2 separate regions of the Mus musculus genome follow, and region 1 is linked to region 2. A link is a contact called in public Hi-C data. All regions are on one chromosome and are shown on one strand. The core of a region is the stretch at or near the end of the contact, and the rest is flanking DNA. Distances in the headings are between cores, read along the strand shown.

Region 1 (6,500 bases), core at 1,086-3,585, 560 kb after region 2:
TCAATATCCTTCAGCAGTGAGCTGAGCAAATTTTCATGGCTGACACCCAAAGCAACATGCAATTTAGTGCTGGACTTCTTTTTGACCAAATTCTGTGAATGCCGATGCCTCTCATTTCGAGAAACCAACCTCTCACTACAACTCTTCCCTGGAACATTCATTAAAACACAGGATGCAAAAGATTGCAGCAAATTAGCAAAATGTCTTTAAAGTAATTGAGACACACACACACAGGCACACTCTCACACAAACTCACACATGTACACATACACTCACACACACTCTCTCTCACACACATACACACACATATACACTCTCTCACACACTCTCACACAGCACATTTTCTCATGTACACACACACACACACACACACACACACACACACACACACACTTTAATTTCAAAATATGTAAAGCTAGTCTTAGACTCTGCAATTTCATGGATGAGAGCCTACCAGTAGAACTCTTGTCTACTTCAGTGGCAGCAATCAGCTGCATCAGTGAGAGGGTGAATATGAAAATAACAGAGGAAATGCACTGTGCTTTGGAGCTAAACTAGAGGCGTTTGGTGGACATATGAAAGGAAGACACCGAATAATAACAGTACAAAGTGTGTCACAGGGTGAGCTTATCAGGCCTTATACGTAGCTGATGGAGGCTATTCATTTCTTAAGTACTAGAGAGAAGCAAATCTGAGCATCTGAAGAGACACGTCCAAAAATGGCTCCTCCACTTTACAGTTGAGGATTGTCACCATATCAGAGCAGCTCGGATGAATATTTCATACGAAAGGTTTAAGTAAAGAAATTTTCAGGAGACACCTAGGACAGAAAAACCAAATTGCAATTCCATATTACAATATTGCAAGAAGATCTGACCTCTCTGTGTGGTACAATGGCACATGAGTAGCAAATGAAACAGGGCTCGGAGCACAATCCACACAAGTGTCAAGTTGTACCTGATAAACGAGTACAGAACCTGGAGCCCCATCGTGATGAGGCTATTCTGTTTTTCATGATACTTATTTTCCTAGTGCTTAAAATTCATAGTTTCTGCACAAAATAAAGTAAAGATGGCATTTGTTATACTAACCTCACTAGAGTCAGACTAGTGGAAGTTAAAAATCCCCGGTGACGTGTAGACTTATTTGCTTTGGGTTGGTAGCATCTGAAATATAATGATCGGTACCACGATCTCTTTTAAAAATGTCTCATAAACTGAGATGTGTGGGCTGCTGGGTTGGTTTAGTTTCCTCCTTATTGTTAATGGTAGCTTTTTTCCCTGTAAATAAACTTAGTTAGACTTAATGATCCTTATTGCCTTTTAATTTCGTGCAGAGAATATGTCATAATAAATAAAAGTGATATAGAATGCTTATAATTAGACAATAGTCAAAAATCCTCAATACTGTGGATAAGACTTAACATGTGCGATTTATAATGGGTAACAATTGAAAACCTCTAGAAAACAACCAGGCCGGTTCAGTTATATTTTTGCTTAAAAGGCTATTGTGTGTTGGCCCCTTTTCCCATGGTGAAGCTTAAGGTGGATAACATGCCATGATTTCAACACTGAACTCCACAGTAGAGAGAAGTAGCAGGAGGGAATGCACAGACTTCTTTCCCAAAACCCACTGCCTAACTTAAACGCCTTTTGATTGGCTTCTCATTTTCGTTCTCAACAAAAATGATTGGAAACAAGCTGCCTTAAACCCTTCACTTTAGCTGTTAACAGAGCCAATCAGAAAAAAAGACCGGTTTTGAACCTACCCAGTAAATAGGTTCAAACGTTTAAAGACATGGCTCTCAGTTGCCCTTTGCTAAAGAGATGCCTTCTTCAGTTCCTCGAGAAGAGGTTATTGGTTTTGCTTCCTGAAGCACCAAATGAATTTTAAACTGCTTTGTAATAATTAACATGTTCCAGAAAGAATCCCAGTGCTATGTTTTGATTCATTATCCCAAGAGCTACAGATGCTGTGGCGGAAGCTGCGTTCAGCTCAAGGAAAACACTTCTCAGGAAGGAGTTTTGGGGTGCTGGCCTCTGTTTTTGCTATATATTATGTAAAAAAAAGTGCTTGGAATCAACTGGAAATAATCCTACATTTAAACAAGACTCTCGTGTCAATTTTCCCCTCCCAATCATATTAAGAAGTCAGTAAAATATGAATTACATAAAACCAAGGGATTCATGTAGCCCTCACCTGTTACATAAGAAGCAGAACATTATGTAATGTGCCTTTTCTTACTAATTCTTCAAATTCTGAATGCTTTGTGTGACACCAAAGAACACTGAATAATGGTGTTTAAATATTTTTAACTGTTTGAATATGCACAGGGCATCTACACTAATATTGCAAGTAGTTTGGTGACATCTAGTGGCAATAAATGGTGACTTGCAGCCAGAAATGTTCAGATACCACAGCAAAGGAGGCTGCTGGAACCATGAGAATATAGGCAAGCAAAGAAGAGATTTCTTGCCTTCTTGAAAAATTACTTCACACTTATGGCAACTACTATAAAAATGTTGATTGTATAATGCAGAATCTTCATAAAGCATTTAGAATGAACACACATGCACACACACACACATACGAAAACTGTAACACTTCCACCTACAAGAAACGACCATTCATATTAAACATTTTCTCTTCCTCACTTTGTATGTTTTGATGATCTTTCCCACTAAGTATGGAAATTCCCAGTATATAACCTTATAGCCTGGTTTGTAACCATACAGCTGTTTTTGCATGCCGCTTGTGTAACAATGAGAGCTCTGAGAGGACTTGCACTTCACGGCTGGATGCCATACATCGACACGTCCATGGCTTCTGTGTGACAACCCAGGACGGAGCAAGAGCACAGTTGCAGAGAGGGTCTTTCACTGCAGCAGTTTTTAAAGTACTACGTTGTTCAGACACATGACAAATGTGTGCTTTGCATTTATTGCTGTGTTAGTGGAGCCTAAAGACATGAGAAATGATGGGCCTAGACCTTACCACAGACTCAAGCATTCTAAGAAGGAAGAAGGAAGTGTATTTTAAATCACAGAGCTATGAGCAGTGTAAAGCATCTTACACTGGGTGTAGTTAGAATTTCTAGTAAAAGGAGGAGCAGTCGATCCTTAAATGAGAGATAACAGCTGGGTGGGAGTTGAGAGTAAGCAAGAACCAAAGGTACGCTGGGCATGGTGGTGCACACCTTTAATCCCAGCACCCGGAAGGCAGAGGCAGGCGGATTTCTGAGTTCGAGGCCAGCCTGGTCTACAAAGTGAGTTCCAAGACAGCCAGGGCTACACAGAGAAACCCTGTCTCGAAACAGACAAAAAAAAAAAAAAAAAACCACGAAGGTACTTTGCTAGAAGCAAGCCTGAGCAAAGTCAAGAATGGACTGGCATGATGTGGGCTGGTATCCCCCAGGGAAAGCCACAGCAATGGCCCATGTGACTGGAAGAGGAACAGAAGTAGATGGTGGAGGCTTACCAGCATAGTTAGAATATGCACTGAACATTCCTTTTTAAGGACTGCAACGTGATTACGTTAGCATCCTATAAAGTCGTGCTGAGGAAGTATAGCGCACAAATAACAGAGACCAGCTAGTGGGCTGCCACAGCATTCAAAGAATGAGGATGAGGCCCGAACCCCTAAATACTAAAGTTAGACAGAAAGCCGGAGATCCACAAGCTAAGAGAAGACAGACTAAAAGACTCAAATGTGCTGGTCAGCAGAAAGGGCGTGCCAAGGGGCATGTGGGCCTAGGCTGACTATGACTAGAGGGAAATCAGACAATGATTAACTTTGGAGAAATGTATATGAATTTTAAACTGCACACTGACAATGTGGTTCAATGTTAACCCAGCTTTAGTGCTCTTATTAACATATAAATGTGTGTGTGTATGTGTGTGTGTGTGTGTGTGTGTGTGTGTGTGTGTGTGTGTGTATACATGCATACATATATGGTCAAGTTATTAGGGACTTTCTTTAGCAGATGGGTCAAAATTAGTACATCTTCACCACCCCAATGCCAAAGAATGCTGGTACTGTGGGTAGGATGGTTAACATCTCTAATTGGCCCCTGTACAATACCAGGACTTAGGGGGTAAAAGGAGTGCTCAAAGGGTTAGAGACATAATCAAAGAGACTCAAAGGAAAACTAATTTTAGCTGTCACTGAGGTTTGTCTGTATCGTGTCATTAAGAAGACTAAATGACCTGCTGAACTGTGATACTGAGAATGCATTGCTACTGTGGAGAACGGCAAGATGATAGACTCAAGCTGTCTGATGACTCTGTGCCTGTGCCTACATACATACAAAGTGCAGGGGAGAGCTTAGAGGGGCCTGGATCCCCTGAGCAGTGATCCTATGTGCTGTCAGCATCAGCATGCACCGCCCTTGGCATGTGCTACAGCTGCCACTGACAGCGAGCTCAGCTAGGGATGACTGCTTTACAGACATTATTATCTCATTGGAATTCTCCCGAAAAGTCTCTGAGTTTGACCCTTTGATGCTTATGCAAGTTTACATCATTTACCCAGAGCCACTCAACCCATCGGCAGAGAAGCTTAGATTCAAACCGTGCTCTCCAACTCTAAACCTCTTTCTCTCACCATGGCCCTCCCTCACTTTGGCTCTGTTCATTTTTTTTTAACATACCAGGTTCTGTTTTGTTGTTGTTTAATACTTTGCAATGAACCGTGCATGCCTCTAGCTAAGTTATTAATATCAACATAGCTTTTTCTTCATTCTTCAGGCTTGTGGTTCCACAATTGACTTTGTAGTATCTCTTGTTTTGCTTCAGAGCAGATAGAGCTGGTATGTGAGAGACAGGTGGCAGCCAGTTGCTATGGCAATTGCCTGTCATTAATGATAAAGGGTAATTACTGCAGCAAATTTCTGTTTAGCTTGAAAATCTGACTTGCCCCCTCCCCACAGGGGGCACAACCCTTTATCCCCTCTCTACTCACAATGGTCTATCATGTGCCTGGACCACTTAGCATCTCTGCTAAGAGCTAGTGAAGCCTGACTTCTTAAAAACAGAAGAAAGACTAGATGAGTCACGTCTGAAAACAGCTCAGAAAGATTCACATTTCCCACATTTATTGACTGTCTAAACGTGCTTTCCCTTAATTAAAATTTGCCAAAAATACTACAACCCCACACCTTACCCATCCATAGACCAAGTTCAATGATTTTTTGAATGACAACAAGGCTTAATTACTAGACGGTCACAATATAAGAACAAATGACGTTTTCTAACTGACTTACAGAGCTATATTTAATGTTATATCATATATTTAGTGTTATAAGTTTTCCCCAACTCAGCTAGCAGCCCTTCACATTTAGTGTGCCAGAGGCACTGTGAGTGGAGGCTTTCTGTAGGAGTTCAAAATGGGAAAATTTTACCCATGTTAGGTTAGAGACTATGATAAATAAATATTGTCAGAAAATAAATGGCAAAATGAAAACCCAGAAACTGCAAAACAGAATAAAATTAAACACCTGTGTTGTTCCTCGTCTCCTTCCACCCCTGGCATCCAAATATGTCTCCTTCAGCTTCTTCTCAACCATAGTTCATAATCACTTTGCATGCCAGTGAGGAATCCCCAGGCCCTGTTCTCACAAACAAGTAATGGCAGTCCTATTACATAATTATCTTTTTCTTTTTCAAGTCCTCTCTTACATTTGATATCCAAGATATGGAGAAATGGGTGAGATTTGAATCAGAGATAATGTACTGTTCTAAGAACATAGAGTGTGTGCTTTTCCTGGAGACCAGTGTGTCAACACATCTAAAATTCTATTCCCTGAGCTGGGCTTGCTAATCAAGGCTGTGTGTTGCTCTAAGTTTTTGCACGTGGCCATGGAGTACTAAAATGGAGGACATTTAAGAGACTTGGGGTTGTGTAACAAATGTGGGAAGGGGAAAGATATGGTTGTATGGTTCACACCCAGAGCCTGGAGTGTAAAGAGAACGCTTGTCACCTAGGAGCAAGGAAGCATTCGATTTTTTATCAAGGCGGGATAATGCTTTTTCGTCTTGAGAATCTTAAAGCAACAAAGAAAATGAGGGAGTGTGTGCAGAAAGTTGTAGCCAACTCTCTCTTGAGTTTCTGTTCTATGGGCTGGCATATTAGGAGCAAGAAGTCTGAAGAAGAGAGAAAATTGGAAAGAGAATGAATGGGGAAAGAAATGACAAGGACTTCGAGGTCTACAGACACAGCATTGCTACTGGATGTCACTAGACTCAAAAGTCAATGAGCTAGTCTCTTTTGCGGAGGGAAGCTCTGCCTGTTTTAGTCCCTGGTACATTTCAAGCCTCTGCAAGTGTGTTTGGAACATGGTAAACTTTAAGTCAATATTTGCTCAACATGTGAGTCACATCATTTTAAAGTTTTCTGCCACCTTAATACAAAATCTCATCGTCTTTGTTTAAATGTCTATAACCATAAAGGCTACCTGGGCCATAAATTACCACATAGATGGTAGCTGTACCAGTCAGGGCAAG
Region 2 (6,927 bases), core at 773-3,272:
GGAGCTAATTAGACCTTCCTTTGTAGCTCACTCACTACACAGCCCGGTTGTTAAACTTGTGTGTCACAGCGTCCTAATTTGTAAGATGGGAACAATTCCAGCCCCACACACTGATGTTTATAAGATCAGGGGGAAAAAACAGAAAATAGGCAGGTAGCGACTAGGTGCTTATTTTGTTTTGTTTTCCTAGATACGGTTAAAGATTAAAGTGACTTTGGTTTTTTTTTTTTTTTTTAAGACAAACTTTCTTGGCATAAACTGGCATCTCCTCTGTGTTCTTACAATTTTTGAAAATTCAAATAGCTCTTTCTAATATAACAGCAAAATTCAGCTACAAAGCAAAGTAGGACTGTACCCAAAAGTCCATTATGCCACACAAAAAAAAAAAAAGAAAAAAACACCAAAACAAACAACAAACAAACAAAAAAGCTTGCTTATAAATGAGGACAGTAGAATGTAAGCTTGCTTATAAATGAGGACAGTAGAATGTATAAGGTTTAATATAAATAGATTCTATAGTACTTAAAATTCGTGCTACAAAAGTTTGATTTAGAAGGTATTTCATATAAAGCTAGAAAGCCAATTTTTTCCTTTCTAAAATAAATTACATGGAAAAACAAAACATATGTTGGCCATTTATAGTGTATCATTACAGTCTAAGATAAAACATTTTCAAATATGGGGTATGTGACAATTTCCCTCAAACAGTTTGGTAAGCTAATAATTTAGAAAAAGATAAATCTGAAATAGTAATGCCATTTTAGTCATAGAGCAGCATGTCCTATTCTGCAGTATTTTCTTCAAAAGTAATACTTTTATACTACAGCACTTCTGAAAGTACATAGAGAAATACTATGTGTAGTGGCTATTCCTGGTTGTCAACTTGACAATATTTGGAATGAACTACAATTCGGAATTGGAAGGCTCACCAGTGACCCTTATCTGGAGGCTTGGAGATCCTTATCTGGATCTTGGTTTGAAGATCTTGAGCCATAGTGGCTATGGATTCCAGAAGATTGAATCTCCGAGTTAAGGAACACACCTTTAATCTGGGCTATGCCTTTCATCTGGGATTAAAGGTGTGGTGGAACACACCTTTAATCTGGGCTACACCTTTTGCTGGAGACAATATAAGGACATTGGAAGAAGGGAGTCTAGCTCTAGCTCTTGCTCTTGCTCCTTCGCCTGCTTGCTGCGTGAGACTGAGTAACTGCTAGATCCTTGGACTTCCATTCACAGCTGTGACTGAACGATTGTTGGGAATTGAGCTGCCGACTGTAAGTCATCAATAAATTCCTTTATTATCTAGAGACTATCCATAAGTTCTGTGACTCTAGAGAACCCTGACTAATACACTATGTATGTGTGTATATATATATATATATGCATACACATATAATTTTAAATTAAAACAAATTGGTATAATCTAAAACTACAAATTGTTTCTTAATTTTACAAATTGCAAAATACTTCTTATTACTTCTGCAGTCAGAAATACATACAGATTTTCAATGTTGAAATTTACAATGTTACATTTATATGTAAATTTGCACATGTAAGCAAAAGAACTTGTATACTACTGACAGTGTCCATTAAATATAATAACACTGGAAGCATGCATTAGCAAAGAGGCTAGCACCTACTTTTTAAAAGGACTAAAGGCACGTGAGCTGTGTGCTGACGATGAAGTCTGAGGAAAAATCTACATGCCCCTTCAAGGACAGCATGACTTTTTCACACCAACACATTTATTTATGTGTGCTTTTGTCAACAAATATTACAAAATAGTTAATAAATAAACACATGCTGTTCAAGCATCAGAGTTCCTGATGGACAGACATGTAGCATCTATGTTCAGCCACCTCATGTGGCTATTAGTTTCCTAGAAGACCACACCGTCACTGGTCCAGCCCTGCCTTATTCACACAAGCAGATTACCAGCACTTATCAGAACAGAAGCACTGTTTACGATGCTCTTGTTGGTTTTGCTTTTAACTGAGCTGGCTGGGAACTTGACAAAATTGGCTTCCATCCCATCCAAATGATCTCACCATGATAGAAGCTGCCGAAACCTCCCTTTGATAACAGTACAGACATTGTTAAAATTCTCTTATAAATACGAAGGAGTTTCAAAGAAACAATAGTAAAGACTATATATTATCTGGATGCTGTTTTGAGCACAGGAGAAAAAAGAATCTGGCGATGCTGACCGTCATCCAGGAGGCTGAGTCACGATGTCTGATCAGGAAAGTGTTCCGAAGCTTAATTGATTAAGACAATTGAAATGTTCAAAGTGTAAAGTCATGTTTATGGTGCAGGGATGAAAACGTCTGCCAAGTCAGCACCTGCTAGTTTAAGTTCGCCTCACAGCTCACTAAGTACCAGTGAAGTGCACGTCCACAGAACACAGCTGAAAGCAAATATATACACTGTTTAAATACATTCATAAAAGGATAAATACTTCACAAATTTAATCACACCTTAATTGATGAATCAATTTTCTAGTTAAATGGAAAATGGACTACTGTTTTTCTCAAATAATTATCTCAGTTAAAAATGTTTAAGAATTATAGCTAGATGATAGACAGACTGACAGACGGACAGACAGACAAACAGACAGACAGATGTTTAAAATATACATTTCAATACATGTACCTAAATTCAAGTCTCGATTCTGACTGTTTCTAGGCAATCCTCTGTATGCTCAATTTTCAGACTTATAAACTAAGAGAAAAAGTAGGTATATACCTCTTAAATTCTTTTGCAAATTAAATGTATTAAATATCTAGGTAGGAACTTTAGAATGCTATTTGCTAAGTTAATATCTGATGTTAGCTATATTAAGAATAATAATCAATATAATTGACTATAATTAATACTAACTGCTACTGTTATTTTGAGCTATCAGAAGTAATTGCTGATGATGATAAGCCAATGGTCCCCTCAGGAGCTTATATGCTGAATTCAAATGGCATGGCTCCGATGAATTCTCACCCAAGGATCCAATGGGAGATTAACAAAGCCTAAAAGCTCTCTGCTATTATTTCTAGTTAAAGAGATGGTAAAATAAGGGTTGCTCACTTCTGACAACTCCATGTGTAAGATCATTCACCGAAAATACTCACACTTAGGATTTCAGTTACAAATTAGTTTAAAGAAAAAGCTAACAAATCGACAAAAAGCAACCACAGAGTCACTCTTCTAAGTTCCTTAACTGAACTCTGGATCTGCCAGGTGACTGATGGTGCTCCCTAAATGATTACTGAGGTGTGCAGTGCTGAACAGGAAGTGAGACCAACAACACTCACAATAAAAGAACACACTCTTTGGGGGGGGGGAAAAGACAAACTCTCTCTGGGAAGAAACGTAAGAAGACTATACTAGACAGTCAAGTGTGGCTTAACATGGCCTTGGTTCTGAGTATTCATCAAGTTTTCCTCCAAGGACTCTGATCTTGTGTGTGTGTGTGTGTGTGTGTGTGTGTGTGTGTGTGTGTGTACTATATATATTGTACTTGGATAAATAGATAGACAGACAGACAGACATGCTATACATATCCATACACATACTACAAATTTTTTTTAAAAATGAAAAACGGGATAAGCATTTTTTTATCAAAAGATGTACTACTTAAGAACCATCTCTGTCTGACTTAGTACAACCACAGGTTCCCTTCTGAAGAATTCACAGTGAGATAACACTTCTTTTTTTTTTTTTTTAACATTTTTTACTTCTTAAAATACTATTGCCAGGAAAGAGAAGTGAACATCTTGGACTGAGGAAAAGCAAGTGAGTTCTAGAATAATCTGGAAGTAGGGCTGCAACCAAGCTTTCCTCTGCCCATGAGGCCTTCTTGAGCAACAATACAGCCCTGCTAAAGCGTTAAGGGCTAGACACGCCCTCCCAAGGAGACCTCTAGAGGATGCTTTCCCTTCAAGTTGGCAGCATGCAGCTGTGCACCCCAGCACAGTGTTTGCACTTGAGAGACACCAGTCTTCATCAAGAACTGCATATTATATTAACAAGCAACAGGATTCCAGAGACTAAGAAACCATATCCACCTAGCAGCATGGGTGATAACTCTGGAGAAGGTCAGCCCCTGTGGACTTAAGAATGCCCAAGAGGCTTCCAGCTGTGTGACAAAGTAAACCAGGGACAGGAAGACAGCAAAGCATAAAATCTAAAGCATGTGAGGTGAAAATCTGTGCTGTCAAGAGCTAAAGTCAATGAAAACAAAGAACTAGAAAAATCGTCAAAGTATCTTAGACCTGTGACACACACATCCAGACAGAAAGGAATTCATGTCCGTCTATAGCATGCATCATCCTCAATATCATCAGAAAGGCTTGAAAGTATAGACTTAAATAAATGTTAAATAATTGATTTTAAATAATCTTGAAATAATTTTATTAAATAAAATGATTTTTAAATAATTATTAAACTTACCAAGTATGTAAAAATATATATTAAAGTAACTAAAGTTTAAGAATTGATAGGAAAAGTTAACTATTTTTAGACTAATCCAACTGACCCAACCAAAGCTGCCAACTTTTTGCCTATTGAGTATGTAAAACGCTCCTCCGTGGCGACCACTCTTCCATGTCTTCCTACAGCCCACTGAAAGTCTCAGATTCACAGGTGACTGACTAGGAAACAAATCCCAATAAGCAGGCATGTAAAACATTGCTTGTCTTTCTTATTATTTGAGGTTTTTTATCCAAAACAAATCCTTTCCTCTATAAACCGGACTCTCCTGCCCCTATACTTCATGTGTAAGGTTTTTTCACTGTTTAAAATTAGGCTGAGATTTGACACCTAAGTGTCTTTATAGTATCTTAACTAGGGCTCCACTAACAACCATAAAGGATTACTGGTGCAAAGACTCATTCAATTCAACAAATATTTATTCAGGCCCTTCCATAAACTGCTCCAAAAGGAACACCTTGTACTCCTGGCTTTAAACTCAGGGACAGTTAAAGGCAAACATTGCAATTCCTCAAAAGAGACTAACACCCTAGAGTTTGTTGTTTATTACCTGCAGAAATAGACCACCATTTCCCCCAATGCCTCTCATCTCCCTAAACCACTATCAAAGCTCTTCACTAAATAGTTCTTGAAACAATAACCAGGGATCCAAGGTAGAAATGAGAACTTCTCAGCCTCAATATATCAAATTTCAATTTACAGATGTGCACACTGACCATACACAGTTCTGGTTCCAGAGGCATATTTAGAAAGCAATGTGGGAAATAACTCTACTGCCTTTTGAAACAAGCATCTAAGCTCGCAAAGACTCTTCGTCTTCCATAGTCAATCACTCCTAATGAATGAGTGGAACCATTCAATAGAGACCATGAACCTCTGACTATAAATCAAAGTTTTCGAAATCAAAACACTTCAGCCTCTCAAAGATACCCAAGCTCTACTTAATAAGTCAAGTAATTGTTCCCAAGCAAAAAACAAAAACAAACAAAAAAAAAAAACAAAAAAAAATGAACATGTCAAAGACAACATTTATACTTATACCTCTGAAAACCTAAGAATAAGAAAAAAAATATTATGGTGAAATGGGTATGAATAAAATTGAATGAACCCATATTTTAAGCAATTATTGTTCTAGAATGTCTGAAACATTTGTATGTATGCTTGGCAAACTGTTAAAATAATCAATGGGAATTATTATAGAAAGTGAATCAGGTCTGTACTCATTTAAAAATCGAAGAGTGAAATACTGCATTTTTAACGTTTGTTATTATTATTAGTATCAGGACCTCTGAAACTTGTGACATCACATAGGCAGGACCCACAGACCTGTAGTCAAGGAAACAGCCACCACATTCCCAGAATCCACTTAGCTTACCTCCCACCTTTACCTGTGTTACATCATCACCCATGTAGAAAGAAAGGCCACCCTGATCTCGATCTCGATCTCTCTCTCTCTCTCTCTCTCTCTCTCTCTCTCTCTCTCTCTCTCTCTCTCTCCCCTCCCCCGCTTCTCTTTCCTCAGCCACCTTGCCCCTTGCTCTCCCAGTAAACCTCATGTGGAACTGTTTGGCCTGGTGTAGTCCTCCTGAAGCCACACGACATTCAAGATCATAACAATTACCCACTGTGAATGTGAATTTGCTGGAGAATTTTTTATATGTTATCCACTCAACAACAACAACAAAAAAAAACAAACTTGGCTCTTAAATGCATGTTCCTCTTACCTGTAGCCCTGTATTTATACACAAAAGACAAAGATAAAGGAAATGCCCTCATGTTTAAAACAAAAAAGTGCAAAGAACCTTTATACTGATATAAAACCCAAATTACCCAAATTAACCCCAAGGATACATACAGATAGTAACAAAAGAAGTTGATTAATGATATATGTGTGTGTAGAACAATGTATTACCACATACATATAAAGGCTATTAGTCAGATAATGATCTTGAAGAAATCATACATTTAAGTCATAGAATATGCAGACATCAAGCTGCTGCTGATCTAAAAGCTTCATCCCACTGCCCAGCTGTCACAGTACTAGGAAGGTAGTGGGTATGACTGGGAGAAAAAGGTAACCAATCGTACGCAGTTGTAAATCCAGCAAGCCTCACTGATGACTTGCCTCTCAGGAGATGCTCACCAGTGTAACAGTGGCACAAGGACACGCAAATAACCAACAATCCTCTGGTGGGATTTAAGGCTTACTACTATTATGCTGTCAATGGAGTGTAGCTAGCATTAAGCTGACTTCTAAATATTTCTTGCCATACCCATACATTAGTACATCTCTTAATTCTCATTAGAAAAGCTTAGCCATGCAGTAGATGAAGCAACAATTGGTCTAGGTGCAGAGACTAAGAAACTTCAAACTGTTCTACTGTAAATAGGATATCTAGATCTTTGGTGGCTTGAATATGCTTGCCTCGGGGTATGGCACTA

The links. A called contact is a pair of places that touch in the nucleus more often than the background predicts.
Region 1: a contact with region 2 is called in a Hi-C map of forebrain, with 5 times the contacts expected there. The contact joins two enhancer-like sites. A contact is called at or near these places in 4 of 484 Hi-C or Micro-C datasets (the HPC-7 cell line, cortical neurons and forebrain).

Annotation. Positions count from the first base shown.
Region 1 is chr12:51,186,061-51,192,560 of GRCm38.p6, forward strand. No RefSeq gene overlaps it. Among named protein-coding and RNA genes, the nearest start is that of Gm34745, 32 kb to the left of the region's middle. Within about 2 kb of position 2,336, at least 15 of the 459 cell types and tissues checked have an H3K27ac peak or open chromatin away from gene starts, as enhancers often do. A contact at or near this core is called in forebrain, where this site is marked.
Region 2 is chr12:50,622,384-50,629,310 of GRCm38.p6, forward strand. All of the region lies in intron 1 of Prkd1 (protein kinase D1), which reads right to left. Among named protein-coding and RNA genes, the nearest start is that of Prkd1, 23 kb to the right of the region's middle. Within about 2 kb of position 2,023, at least 10 of the 459 cell types and tissues checked have an H3K27ac peak or open chromatin away from gene starts, as enhancers often do. A contact at or near this core is called in forebrain, where this site is marked.